Regions from separate parts of the Zea mays genome. Here region 1 is linked to region 2. Evidence: chromatin contacts called from public Hi-C data. All regions are on one chromosome and are shown on one strand. The core of a region is the stretch at or near the end of the contact, and the rest is flanking DNA. Distances in the headings are between cores, read along the strand shown. Region 1 holds the start of LOC100277567. Region 2 holds the start of LOC100381459.

Evidence for each region. A called contact is a pair of places that touch in the nucleus more often than the background predicts.
Region 1: a Hi-C map of endosperm shows a contact between it and region 2, with 4 times the contacts expected there. The contact joins the promoter of LOC100277567 here to the promoter of LOC100381459 in region 2. A contact is called at or near these places in 3 of 25 Hi-C or Micro-C datasets (ear, endosperm and leaf).

What each region holds. Positions count from the first base shown.
Region 1 is chr10:25,131,745-25,139,078 of Zm-B73-REFERENCE-NAM-5.0, reverse strand. It overlaps LOC100277567, which reads left to right and starts at 5,648. Exons shown (of 3, transcript NM_001151090.2): 1 at 5,648-6,005. The coding sequence starts at 5,654.
Region 2 is chr10:24,996,525-25,003,794 of Zm-B73-REFERENCE-NAM-5.0, reverse strand. LOC100381459 reads left to right here and starts at 3,738. Exons shown (of 8, transcript NM_001361430.1): 1 at 3,738-3,890; 2 at 4,235-4,790; 3 at 4,868-5,027; 4 at 5,178-5,226; 5 at 5,326-5,439; 6 at 5,526-6,344; 7 at 6,439-6,653; 8 at 6,759-7,270. The coding sequence starts at 4,253.

The DNA of each region.
Region 1 (7,334 bases), core at 4,399-6,898, 130 kb before region 2:
AACAAGGTTATTGCTAACAACCACTTTAAAATCAGATTTAACAAACCCTGTTAATACAACCGGTGCAAAAATCTCTACGATGATTGCGGAGCACTCAGAATGAATTTTGAGGCAAAGCTAGATCCATTGGAAAGAAGACAAGATAATCTTTCCAGATTGTATTTAAACTTCCAAATTGGACTTTAGATGTATCCGTGGTGGAAAAAACGAACCAGAGATGTTTATGGTGATGGTGGATCTCGTGGTGACCAAAACGTGATAGAACTCAAAACTCTAAAGGAATAAACTAAGACCAGCAACTCGACACAACCGATGCAACCAAAAACTCAACAAGCCCTAACTAAGTAGTACTAGTAACGGCTCAAGGGTTTCTAGGATTGCGGTAAAACTAATCTACTATTTTTGGCTTTTTCTAGACTATAGGAGATAAGAAAACAACGACGAACAGTAAATCTCTCACCGACAAACCTTGTATTGATTACCATCTGATGTGCACCCATCGGGTGAATTCCCGATCTTTCGATGAAAAGGTGTGCAACAACTCGATTGGTGGAGGAGACGACGTTTAGGGCCTGACTACAGCCTTCCAAGGATGTTGTGCCTTAGCAACCGATACACCACCTTCTATGGCTGTCATGATCTAGTGGAGCGCGACACCCCATCTGCTAGGGCATTCGTCCTGCAAGCAATCGAAGAACTAGCAAGAACAAGTAGAACAAGTACTGAATTACCAGATATAAATGTAGGTTTCAAACTCAATCTCTAATAAGGTGGGGTTCCGAAGACGAGAAGACGGGTGGTTGAACCAGCACACACGCTTACAAGTAAGTAGCGAGAGCTAAACTTGATCTAAACAAAACATGTTGTTCTTGGTGGTGGCTAGGGGGTTTATAAACATGGGAGGACGACCACAAGGGTGTTGGGGTTGTGCTGCAACCCTAGGATGCATCCCTAATGGACCCAATTTGATACACGACCCATTGGGCCAAAATAGGGTGACACAGCACCATGGGCAGAAAAGGTAGGAAAGGTCTTGGTAAGCAAACGATAATTGTGGCGGCCGCACAAAAGATATGACTATAATTCCAAATCCATATGAAAGTAGACTTGATAAGCTTTTCATGTAGTACTTGATCACCCAAATTAGAGCACACATGTGATCGTGGTGACCGTCACAAGTTGGTGTGCTTCTATAGTCCGAATCCAGCCTGCTCAAATCCTTTTCCCTTTCGATCTTCTCCCTAGTTCCTAAGCAAAACAAGTGTGCATGGGTCTCCATGATCTAAATATGATGACCATGAACTCAAGTGTGTACTCACCTGAAGGTTGTGTTGACAAACACGAGCGTGAGTAATGGGACCAGAAATTGGTACTTGTATTGACATGGATGTATCAGTGGTGTGGATGCCCTCATCAGGTTACTCGGCGGAGAGTTGGTCATCCACTCCACCTCGCGGGGTTGCTCGGCAAGGAGTTGGAAGTCTGTTCTGCCTTGCAGGGTTGCTCGACAGGGAGTTAATCGTCTGTTCCGCCTCGCATGGTTGCTCGACAGGGAGTTGATCGTCTATTTCGCCTCACAGGGTTGCTCGACATAGAGTTGGTCGTCTGTTCCACCTTGCAGGGTTGCTCGGTAGAGAGTTGGTGGTCTGTTCCACCTCGTAGGGTTGCTCGACGGAGAGTTGGTTGTTCGCTCTGCCTCGTGGGTTTTCTTGACAAGGGATCATTTGGTCGGCTAGTGGGCCGTTTTAAGGAGTTTCTTGGGCCTCCTTCGAGCACCCTATTCCTGGGTGCCCAACATATATATATTAAAATGAATTTCTAAAACAACCGCTAAATAAACTAAACACAAATCGTACCTGACAAATAATATCATGTTTATATATGAGATTAAACCCATGTCAACGCTAGAGGAAACTCTTCGTTCCTTAGCGATGAGATCGTTTGTAGTTACTTCGCTGAAATTGGGTCACTGACGAGCTAGACCCACACGTCAATGACCAAACTTTATAGGAAGTAATTGTATAAGATATGTTCCCCATTCAGTGTTGAGGTATGTTCCTTAGCGACGAGATCCTTAGCAATCAGTGTTGAGGTTGAGCCTAAAGGCTTGATGAAGATCGTAGAACATTGTAGTGTAGATCAACACGGCAAGCAGTCACATGATTGCTGTAAAAAATATTATTCACTTCAACTCGTATAGGTTCTTCATTAGAACGAGATTTCAAAGAAACTGCTCTTTCCATACATCGTTGTCACACGGACATAACAGATGGATAGGGCTTGAGATCGCTCAGCGATCAAGGAACAATTTGCTCTCTTGCAAAAACATACTAGATGGTTTGCTTTCTTATGTTTAGAAGAAGGATGTCCCCCTTGAGATAACCTTACACAAAAAGAAAGGAAATTGATTCATGCATGATCTACATGGTCTCATTAATTTGGTTGCAAACTTAATTTACAAGATATCATGGAGATTAAAGTAGTTGTCGGTTTGGGGTACCCACTCCTGCTGGGTAAAGGCAGGACCCCTATGGTTACCCATAGCCACAGATGACGAGCGGTCTGCCCTGACTTAGTTCTCGAGCCCGTCCGATAGGCCCGATCGCCTCTGAACCGGTGCTACCACGGGTCCCGTCGGTGGGCTTGCTTGGTAGTTACAGCTTGGGATAGGACCACCGTGGGATGGTCTCGGCCCCCCACGTGTGCCATCCGGACCTCCGGTCAGGGAAGATCTGGTGCCTCCACGTGTCCGGGCCATCGCGGGTGGAACCTGGACCCCCATGAGTCCTTTCTGGACCCAGACCAAGGGAGGTCCCGAGCTGCCACGTCTGCATGTTTCCCCAGCCAATGCTCTCCGCCCAGGCAGGGGGTATGTTGCTGCCACATGGCCTGTGGCGCATCACGGAAGCTGCTAGGCGTCGCTTGATGCGGGCCTCTAGCAATGGTGGCCGCCGGCATTAAAGACGGGCAAGACGCTTGCCTGTTCACACAAGTGGCCGGTGGCGTGCGATCGCATTAAATGTAGGCGGTGTGTGCAATCTGCAAGCTCTAAGGCGCTCCAGTAACCCACGCGTTATCGAAGGTGAATACCATTGACCCACTGCACCACGTGTGGGTAACTCCCATCATGACGCCCGCTGTTCTCACTACGACACCAGGCGAAAAGACAGGCAGAGGGGATGGGACAACACCGTCCACCTACTCACCTATGCAAGACGACGGGCTAGGCTACGCCATAACCTATGCCAAAGCCTTCATCCACACGTTGACAAGACGGAGTGAAGATGAGCCCGCACGACGACCAAGGGATGACACCTACCCACTGCGGAAAAAGACCTTGGTCCATCAGCCCTTCCCGTCGCTCAGTGCTTCATATTTTTAGTATGCATGGGCCCACCTGTCGAGCCCAACTCTCTTGTATGTGCTCCTCTTAGCCTATAAAAGGAGGGCACATGTGTTGCAAGGGAAGGGACTGAAGCCCCCTGGGGACGAGAACCCCCAGAGACGAGCACACTTGAACTCCCTCGGAGGCATCTCCATCCAGACCTAGCTAGGCTTTCTCAAGCTCTCCACAATAGAACTCAGAGTGGAAGAGGGTATTATGCTTCGGCGGTCCGAACCACTCTAAATCCTTGTGTGTTCTTATGTCCATCCATCTCATTAGGCAAAACCTAGGAAGTCCCCTGTTTTTGGAATTAGGCGGGTGCATTCTGCCACCTGGCTGTAGTTTACTCTCCGACAGCAGTGCTGGTGCTAAAGAAATGTTGACAAGAAAATTCGAAACCAAACAAAAGTTGACAGCAAACAAGATGCCATAACATTCTATTTGCTAGCACCATCCATAATTTTAAAAATTCACTTTGATGCCATGAAACAGTTTGCTACCACCATTCAGAATTCAGCCATGTTCAAGATTACAACACGACACAGGAAATTTAGTTTGCTACCATCATCCAAAAATGGGTACTTTGAGACGTGACTCATTTTGTACAGCGACAATGAATAGTGACCCATTTTAATAAATTCCTCGTCAAATGATTTATCTCCATATTTATTTATTTCATTTATATATTCTCATATACGTTTTGTGCTAAGGGCATGTTTGGAACTACATAGTTTTTAAAAATTGATTTATATAAATTGGGATGGTTACAAACATGTCAATTTATGCTCTTGTTTCTAGAAACTGGATTCTCCGTTTTTAAAGTTTTTAAGAAACTAAGATGCTGGTATTCCCTAGCTAAAGCCAATTTTTTCCTGTCAAACTACATACTGCCCTTAGTTGGCTTGGTGAAAATTACGGTGATTGCCACCACTCTCAGATCTATGCATGTGATCCCATCGATGCCCGTTTTGCCCAATTTGAAAGTTAAATTATTATTTGAAAATTTTGAACTAAAAATATGAGTTCAACCTATATTTAAAACTGGCAGCAAAGAAAAATGGAGGGAACAATTGAATCAACTTCTTGTAAAATAGAGTAGGCGTAGACTTATCTTTGTATATAAAAAAGCTAGAAACTAGTTTCCAAGAGACATACATACCAAGTTTTCTTTATAACCCAATTTCTAGAAACTCGTGATAGGAACTAATTTCATAGAAACTATGGTGCTTCCAAGCAAACCATAAGTATACCTATTTTCTTCTTTCCATGTTATCAAATTACTTATACAGTACTAATAATTATAGCTTCATCTACATACATAGAGTTTAATATAGCAAGTATCGCCCTCCATCGGCTTAGACCATCAACAATGATTCCTCTAAATTTTCCCCCTATATTCTACTTTTGCACCACGACGTTAAGATTCCACCCCTATTTTTTCCGTACCAGTTTCGCATAAATTCTTCCCCTATACCCCACTACAATCATAAAATATCATTTTTATATATATATATTTATCATCTATTATTAATTTTTTTTCTCTACTAACAATTACCCGTGGTTACAAAATACAAGAACAACACAATGTATAAGGGTGCGTTTGGTTGAATGTACGAGGAGGGATGGAATGAGGCGGCCACGTCTTCTATAGTGTTTGGTTGAGAGTCAAGCATGAACGAGGTGAACCCCGAAGTGATTTTTGGGGCGACGTGATCCCAAAAAATCAAAGAGACGGTGTCGTCCCCGACTCATCTAACTTTGATATCAAACCAAACACACCTAAAAGGACACTACGACAACATAGAAAAACTGCCGCCACGGTATAGAGGTGAGAATAGGTATGTGCGCTGTGGCATTTGGCGGGCTACTGTAGACGCCATACAGGGGAGTGGCAGACGCTGCAGTCGATCTTACCGGCCACCAACATCAACCGTTCTTTTGTGAAACCCTCTGCTGGAATACACGAGCGTAGTATACTGGTACTGGATTTATCCACGCTAAGAAGAATGTTCATTTCGTATTAAAGCCGACTATTCAGACTATTTTAATCGTAATCTATAAAGACAAAACAAAGTAGTAGACGTTAACCTAATTAAAGCCAAGGTAACAGAATAAAGATTATTTAGCGTGTTTGCTTGCTGTCCTGATCTGGCACCGCTGGCGATTCAGCTCAATCCAGTCACAGTTGTGCAGCAAAATGTTATTTTAAAAAAACTGGTTCTGAGTTAGTTTTAAATAAAACACGGTACGAGTTCGGTGAGCACGTAAATGACTTCCGTGGGGACGGGCCGAAAACCCAACACGTCGCGCCCAAAACCGCCGACCAAGGCTCGCACACGCCGTGGCCGCCCCGCGCGCTCGCCCGCCGCGTCGTCCCTGTCCCTGATCCATCCCCAGTCCCCAGCAGTCCAGCGGCCACCTCCCGCTCGCCGCCGCTTGTGGCCGGAGGACCGGAGGTACATGGGCCAGGCTCTGCGCCGCGCCTCGGGGCGCGTGAAGCCCCCTCCCGCGCCCTCGCCGCCCGCGAGGCAACCCCACCCTCCCCCGCCTCCGCCCCAGGCGTCGCCGGCGCCCGCTGGCGGCGCGACGCAGGACCGGCTCGACGGGCTATCTGGTGACGGTAGGGCCTGCTGTTGCTTCCCCTGGCTTCTCCACTCTAGGATTTAGCTTGCTCTCTTTGATGTGCTGCTAAATCGCGTGACATTGCGCCTTGCCCTTGCTACTGGAGGCCGCTCGCTTTGCCTACTCGGGGTCCGCTGATGCTTGCATTTCTGTAGCCTAGTAAGTCTTTACGGTGTGACGTGATTGTGGATAAATTCTGTCATAGATAACTCAGGATTGGTTAGGACTTAAAAGCTACCTCTTGATTCTGGGGCCTCTTTTGTGTTTTCTTGTGCTATGGAACACTGGAATGTATGCCAGCGCTTACAACGGCTCTGTAGAAATGTGATATCACCACTTTACTGTGCCTATTATGCCTCATTTAACCCACAATATTGAATCTACTACAGCGGATGCCTACTGGCTACAGGCACCAAATTGGACTTTTGCATAGGGCCTTCCCACCACACTAGCATTTTAGAAGAAGGAAAAGTATGACAATATGTATTGGTGATCTTTTGACTCAATACATGACACTGTGTTCTTGTGTGTGTGTGTGTGTGTTTGGGTGGTTGCGATCCATCAGAATTCAATGCTGATGTGAATTCATCACCTAAATGTTTCAGCAAATTTCTCTGATTGATGGCTTTTGTTGTTCAGCACTCACTCTTTTAGCTTACTTCTAGGATAGTAATAGTCAGTTTTTAAATTAGTAAAACCATTGTAAGGGGCACAGCACCTCTTGTGGATCATAATATACATCAGTTTTACAACATTGGGTTCGATTGAACAATGGTACTAAACGGAAATGCTTTAAAAGCTTATAAGAAATAATTGTTTAATGATGTAGCTGTGAATCGGAATCCTACATATGAAGTTCCTATTGGGAAATATGAGCTGTTCCCACAAATAATACATTCTTCTCTAAAGGACACTCCTCTCTGTGAACTCTGATTCGTTTTAAAACCTTGGATCGACTTGGATCTGCTGATTCTAAATTCTGGTACTTAAAGCCCCGTAAGTCCTTCCTTTTTTGATTTTCTAGGTGTGAGCCCCATACACCCTATATCACAAGGTTTAATATCAATACCTGCAGTAAAGGAGCTCACTTATCTGATCCGCTAGCTTTAGGGCTTGTTTGGTTGTTATCCTGTGAAACCTGCCAAGCATAGGCGGCTGGTCCCAGGTGCATGATTTGCTGAGCCTAGGGTCTGTATTGCTGCCTGGCAGGCAGCACCGGTTTGTACCCTGGTAGGCAGTGCTTGGCCAGGTATATGATCCTGGCCACCTCGGAGCACTGTCTGGCCTAGGCAGCTCTGGTCAGGAGTCATCCAAACAGGCAATTGCT
Region 2 (7,270 bases), core at 2,489-4,988:
GAGCGATGAATGCAGAAGAATCATATCCAATATAAGCAAGAAGCACAACAACATAAGTCATTGAATTGATTTTTCTTTTTATGTTATATTGCGCACTTCCAAAGAGAAACTTATTCTCTACTAGTGAGACTACATGAGTTACTTAGATAAAAGCATTAGTCTCACTATTCTAGTTATAGAGAGAATTTTCTTTCAATTCAATATATATAAATACAAAACTCAAATTATGATCAACAAAACGAAATTTGGATCACCCAAAATGAAATTGTGTACCCTGGTGCAGCCCCAACCTTAGCCATGCAGCATGTTCATGTCTGTTCTTATTTTAGATCTTTTCGTCAAAAAAAATTACACTTATACCTGTAGGTGAAGTAAAGTCATTTTTAGACTACTCGCGTCATGTTTTATAGAACCAAGGTAACACCTCTTTATGTGCATGCGTGGCTAGAGCTCGGCATCATGGCTCGATATCATGGTCTGTGACACCGAGTGTGAGTCCAAGTCCCGGCACAATAAATCGTATAGTGTCGAGCCTTTTATTTTAGCTACCTCTACATATTTATTATGTCTTATCCACTGGCATTTTAATATAACTTATTCACTAGAGTTTTATAAAACTTTAGTGTCCAATTATAGTAAAAAAATTCAAGTGGTTAAGACACAATAAAATATTTTGAGCTAACTAAATTTAAAAAGATACCATAATTTACGGCATCAAGGCTCAGCAATGTAGAACGTGGCCTGCTATTTTAGCATCACGTCGTCAATCATGCTAGTTTTAACCTTTATTTTTGACGCCATGCTCTACAGTGTCATCTTACATTATCTAAGACTATCTCCATTAGCTTAGAAATTATATATTGCATCTTATTTTTTATTTTAAACTTTACTATATAAATATTGCAGTTTAGAGTAAAAATAATATTTTACACGAGATCCGCTCGAAACAGCCTAACCTCTGTTCTTGACGCATGACCTGTAGTACCGTGTTACCTAGACGAACGAGACCACGGTGCCGGAAAAAAAAAAGAATTCGGTGGTGTTCTTGTTGAGTCGTGTCCCTCGCATCGCATATTCGCATGTGCTCTGGCTGCGGTCTTCACGCGGCCGGTGTGCAGCATTCCCATGGCAGCTCCATACGGGTGGTGGACAGCATTGAGATGTTATGATTTGATCAGAAACAGGGGGACGCATGCCCGGTTTCCCATCCCATTTCCCAGCCTTTGTTACTTTGTGCATGGCTCTATAGCTGAAAGTTGGACCGTACCGTACCGTAGCGGTATGGTCTGGATCCATGAGGCTAACATTTTCGGTCCAGTATGACCTGAAATAATTTTAAGCTAGATCGTGCCGTACCTAGATATTAAAAGCTAGACTCGGTCTGGTCTGAAGCACGATAGACCAATGATTGTGCCGTGTCAGTCCAAATACGACACAGACAAAAAAAACTTGTATATATATCTAAAAAATACATCATCAAAATATTCATAAATTTACTATAGACTAAAAAATCGAAACCAATGTTTTCTATAATTATTATGAAGAGATAAAAAATATTGGAACATTAAATAACCATTTAAAAACCTAAGTTTGAGGTCTCAACTTCCGCAACCGTAGAATGCATGCATACATGCATGCCATTTGCACGTAGAGTAGCCCAAGTTGTTGGTTGGTAAACTTAACCGCGCGGGCGATAGCGACGAGCACGTTGGTTCTCTACTGGTCCATGCATTTTAGAATGGGGTAGTGGTTTACCAGAGCAGGACTCGTAATAATATCAGCTTGGCTCCATTCAGCTGGACGCGTTTCATTTTTTTTTTTTTTTTACACGAGTCGACCTAGAAGCTTATCTCATTGTTTCAAGAAAGAAAACCCACCAACCATCGTGTCCAATGATCCGTTACTGGAGAATGGATGATCACTACCGCTGTAACAAGCCTGCTACAATATCGAATTCTCAGCTGGTGCTGGACAACTAAAACTAATAATTAAAGGCAGCAATCTTTAATTCCGGTTACAACGCTCGGTACTAAATTAAGAGGAGCTTTTTATAGCGTGTTTGATATAGCTCCATTCTACCCTGAATCAACTTTCCTCTAAAACTCCAGGAATGAGCAGCTCTACTCTAGAGTTTTTGAGTCGTTTTGGCAAGAAGATTCCAGTCAGCTCCAGAGATGAGTGTTTCTGTGCGAGAAGACATGTAACATGTTCACCCTTGGGTTGGGTAATCTATATGTTTGCTATGGATAACGAGTCATATACAAATATATTTTTTGGCAATAAAATTTCTCAAATATAACATTGTCTCAAGAATCATCGAAACCATCAAAATCATTGCCCTCTCCTCTGCCAGCCGGCGTAAGCTCACCGGCAATCTCCCCATCGCGGAGGCCTTCAGTGTCGCATGCGCGTCTCGCACATAGAGCCATGTTTAATCTAGCGTGTACACGTGTGATCCAATGACTGGTATTCATGGATACCGTTCAGCGCTTGGTCAGCCAACGGTCACAAAACGAGTTTGCAAAAGAGCCCTTAGACTTTTCGAAAATAAACTTGGACTCCACACCAGTTATAACTAGGGTCAAAAGTATACTTTTTAGACCCTAGAAGCTATAGATAATTAATTATATGCCCCTGGTAGTTGTAAAATGAATAAAAATTCGTATATAATCCATTTTTAAATCCAAATTAATTGGTTATGGTCTCAAATACATTATAAGAAATGTCTAGAATAATCATAGGACCATTTTGTAGCATATTTTCATGATCGATGTGTTGTTTCTTATTTTTGTGCCCATGTTTGCTATATGTACGAGAGTAGACTCGGAGTGACGCAGGTGTCCTGAGGGCCCCACTTTTGAGGACCTCGAAACCCCCCGAAAAAAGTCAAGTATTTTATGCTCCTATCTCCTATTATATTAAATGCTGATTATTGTTTAGGCAACTAACTTGTATGCACTTGAAACAACTTAGGCCCTATTCGATTGTTTGAGATTGAAGCCCCAGATTAATTCCTAGCCGGATTACTTCTCTAATTTATATAGATTTTGATGAGCTGAAATGAATCCTGACTTATTCCGGTACAACCGAACAGGCCTTAGGGGTTCACGTGGAACCCAACCCATAAAGCCTGGTCATTAGCCAAACCTATACAGTACTGAGTACTGACTACTGAGTACTGGAGTATAATATATATAAGTAATTAAAAGGAAAAAAAAGGCAGAGCAGAACCGGCACCGCCGCCGAGTGCTCCTAATAAAACCGGCAGAGCGTGAGCGGTTTCACTGGTTTGCACGGCAGTCGTCGTCCCCCGCGGCTGCCGGCGGATTTGCAGCCCTAACCTTGGGGCCGCCCCCTGTATCACCTCACCAGCTGTTCAATTGTTCATCACAGTCACACCGCCCGCCGCGCCCTTCAATCAATCATCATGCTGCGTCGTCCGTCCCTTTGGCCTTTTGCCGTCTGTCCCTCACCCAGCAGCTCTAGAAAACTGTCCCGGTGACCCAGACCCGTCCAAGTCCCCATCCATGGCACCTCGTAGCTGGACGCCTGGACTGCTGCTGCACAAGCACAAGCACAGCTACCAAATCCAGTCCTGGGCCCTACTGGTAACCAAGTTGTGTTGTGTGTAGTTGTGTACGTGCCCTATTGCATTGCAGCTCTATTTGCGTTGTCTATCTATACTATATATATATCCTCCACGATCCACACGTCTCAGCGGCAGCGCTCAGAGGTCACAGCACACAGACAGCATTCATTCTTTCTTCTCCGTCAGTTCCCTCCACTGCCTTCTTGGAGCTGAAGCTCTGCACCCTTCTCCTCTCCCCACAATTGGATCACGCCCTATCTGTCCGTCCATCCGGCCTCAAGATTCCACGGCGCTGCGCAAGGTGAGGCTGTCCCTGCTCTTTTTTCTCACCTTCTGTTGTCACCTTCCACAAATCTGTTATGGCCGTCGTCGGTCCAGTCCACCCATGGTGGAAAGTGATAGCAAATCCCGCAGAGAATATGAATATGGCGCCATTTCTCCTCTTGCCGCTACGTACGTACGTAACATCCAAGATTCATTAGATTTTGCATGCGCTACTAGTACACTACTAGATACAGTACTTCGACGTCATCTGATGGAAGCATGAGCAAGAACTTGATGCAAGCGTTGCTCTTCTTTCTCCTGCTGCTAATTAAATTCTTCCCTTCTCATACTAGCGTGCCTCACGCAATGAATGCCATGCAGGACCTTCCATCCATTGCCATGTCGTCAAACCAGAACGAGAGCGGCGGCGGCGGCGGCGCGGGACCGCCGCTGCCGACGGCGTTCAAGAGCCCGTCCACGGACGGCAAGAGCGGCAGCCGCCGGAGCACGCGGTTCAAGGACGAGGACGAGTACGTGGAGGTCACGCTCGACGTCCGGGACGGCGGCGGCGGCGGCGACGACGTCGCCGTCCTGGCCATCAAGGACGACGTCCGCGACGACACGCAGGACGCCGCGTCGCTCCTGGACCGCCCGGCGCCCGGCGGGGCGGGGGGCGGCCTGTCCTCCAAGCTCAGGGCAGCGCGCGCGCGCCTCGGCCGCATCGCGTCGGGGAAGCGCGCCGCGGTGCCGCTCTCGGCGCTGCTCCGCCGCGACCCCGACCGCGCCAGGCTCGACAGGAGCGTCGTCACCGCGCTCAGGGGCCTCCAGTTCCTCAACCAGGCCGCCGTCACCGAGGGCTGGCCCGAGGTCGAGAAGCGCTTCCACCGCCTCGCCGTCGACGGCTTCCTCCTCCGCTCGCGATTCGGCCAGTGCATCGGTGAGTCACCGTCCACCACTCTTCTTTCTTGCATCTCTCTCTCTCTCTCCACTGCTTCTCTAAACCATTTGCTGCAGGGATGGTCGGATCCGAGGAGTTTGCGGCGCAGATCTTCGACGCCCTGGCACGGCGAAGGGGGATCACGGCAATGGTGCTCACCAAGGATCAGGTCCGGGAGTTCTGGGAGCAGCTCTCTGATCCAGGATTCGATGCCAAGCTTCAGACCTTCTTTGACATGTATGTCATGACTCATGACTGGTTTACCCACTCCTATAGTCCAGTTTTTCCTCTGCTACCAGTGGTCAAGTCAAGTGCATTCCGATACGACTTTCAGAAACTTTTAAGTCTGTTGATGTCTGAACTTGCTTGATTGTTAACTTGTTGCAGGGTTGACAAGAATGCCGATGGTCAGATCACTGAGGAGGAGCTCAAGGAGGTAATGTAACTAGTCGATGAAATGGATCAATGGTCCCCAACAAACATTGCTCAATTCAGTTATAACAATCTAAACTTTCTGAATTTCTTGCACCATCAGGTCCTCACTCTGACTGCCTCTGCGAACAAGCTGTCCAAGATCCTGGAGCGTGTGGACGAGTACACGGCGCTGATCATGGAGGAGCTCGATCCTGACAGCCTTGGCTACATCGAGGTTATTACTCTTTGCTTTGCAGTTTGCTTGCCCTCCCAATTCTGTATCAGCTTGACACTGACCTCCGAACCAATCAAACAAAACAGATCGCGAACCTGGAGTCGCTGCTGCTGCAGCCGCCGTCGCAGGCGCCGACGAGGTTGGTGACGCACAGCTCCAACATCAGCCAGCTGATCAGCCAGAGGCTGGCGCCAGCGCGCGACGACGGCCCGCTCCGGCGCGGCGCCAGGGCCGTGCTCTACTTCGCGGAGGACAACTGGAAGCGCGTCTGGGTGATGGCGCTCTGGCTGGCCATCAACGCCGGACTCTTCACCTGGAAGTTCCTCGCGTACCGGCGCCACCCCACGTTCGACGTCATGGGCTACTGCGTCTGCGTCGCCAAGGGCGGCGCCGAGACCACCAAGTTCAACATGGCGCTCATCCTGCTCCCCGTGTGCCGGAACACCATCACGTGGCTGCGGTCCCGGACCAGGCTCGGCGCCGCCGTCCCGTTCAACGACAACATCAACTTCCACAAGGTGGTCGCCGGCGGCGTGGCGGTCGGCGTGGCGCTGCACGCCGTGACGCACCTCACGTGCGACTTCCCGCGGCTGCTGCACGCCAGCGCCGCCGCGTACGAGCCCATGAAGGCGTACTTCGGCCAGCGCCGGATCCCCAACTACTGGTGGTTCGTCAGGGGCGTGGAGGGGATCACCGGCGTCATCATGGTCGTGCTCATGGCCGTCGCCTACACGCTGGCGCACCCGTGGTTCCGCCGGGGGAAGCTCAGCGAGGGCAACCCGCTGCGCCGGCTCAGCGGCTTCAACATGTTCTGGTACTCGCACCACCTCTTCGTCATCGTCTACGTCGCCTTCGTCGTCCACGGCGTCTGCCTCTACATCAACAGGACGTGGTACAAACAGACGGTAAAGCATTTCAGTGGCTTAGCTTGCTTTGAGAATTTATTCTAATCAACTTTTCAGTGACTTTCAGTTCCTCACAACAAATGCGCATTTTCAGACATGGATGTACCTCGCCATTCCCATCCTTCTCTACGCCGGCGAGCGGCTTCTCCGGGCGCTGAGGTCCCATGGCCTCACCACCGTGAGGATCGAGAAGGTTGCCCTGTACCCCGGGAATGTCATCGCCATTCACATGAGCAAGCCGCATGGGTTCAGCTACAAGAGCGGGCAGTACATCTACGTCAACTGCGGCGAGGTCTCGCCCTTCGAGTGGTAAAACCCGCCTCCGTCATTATTTTGCCGGGCCCGGCGTCGGCGACGGAGATCGCGCGCCATGGATGTTGATCTATCAGTTGCTCAATCCATTCGTGGCTGCAGGCACCCGTTCACCATCACCTCGGCGCCCGGCGACGACTACCTGAGCATGCACATCCGGTGCCGCGGCGACTGGACGGCCAGCTTCAGGGCGCTCTTCGCGCAGGTGTGCCGGCCGCCCGCCGCCGGCCAGAGCGGCCTCCTGCGGGCCGACTTCGCGTCCTCCACGGCGGCCGGCGGCGGCGGGAAGCTGCCGAAGCTGCTGATCGACGGGCCCTACGGCGCCCCCGCGCAGGACTACCGCAAGTACGACGTGCTCCTCCTCATCGGTCTCGGCATCGGCGCCACCCCGCTCATCAGCATCGTCAAGGACGTGCTCAACAACATCTCGGACAACAAAGACGAAGAGCAGCCGGCGGAGTTCATGACGCGGCGCGTGTACTTCTACTGGTGCACGCGGGAGGAGGGCTCCTTCGAGTGGTTCCGCGGCGTGATGAACGAGGTGGCGGAGCGCGACGCCCGCGGCGACGTGGTGGAGCTCCACAACCACTGCACCAGCGTGTACGAGGAAGGCG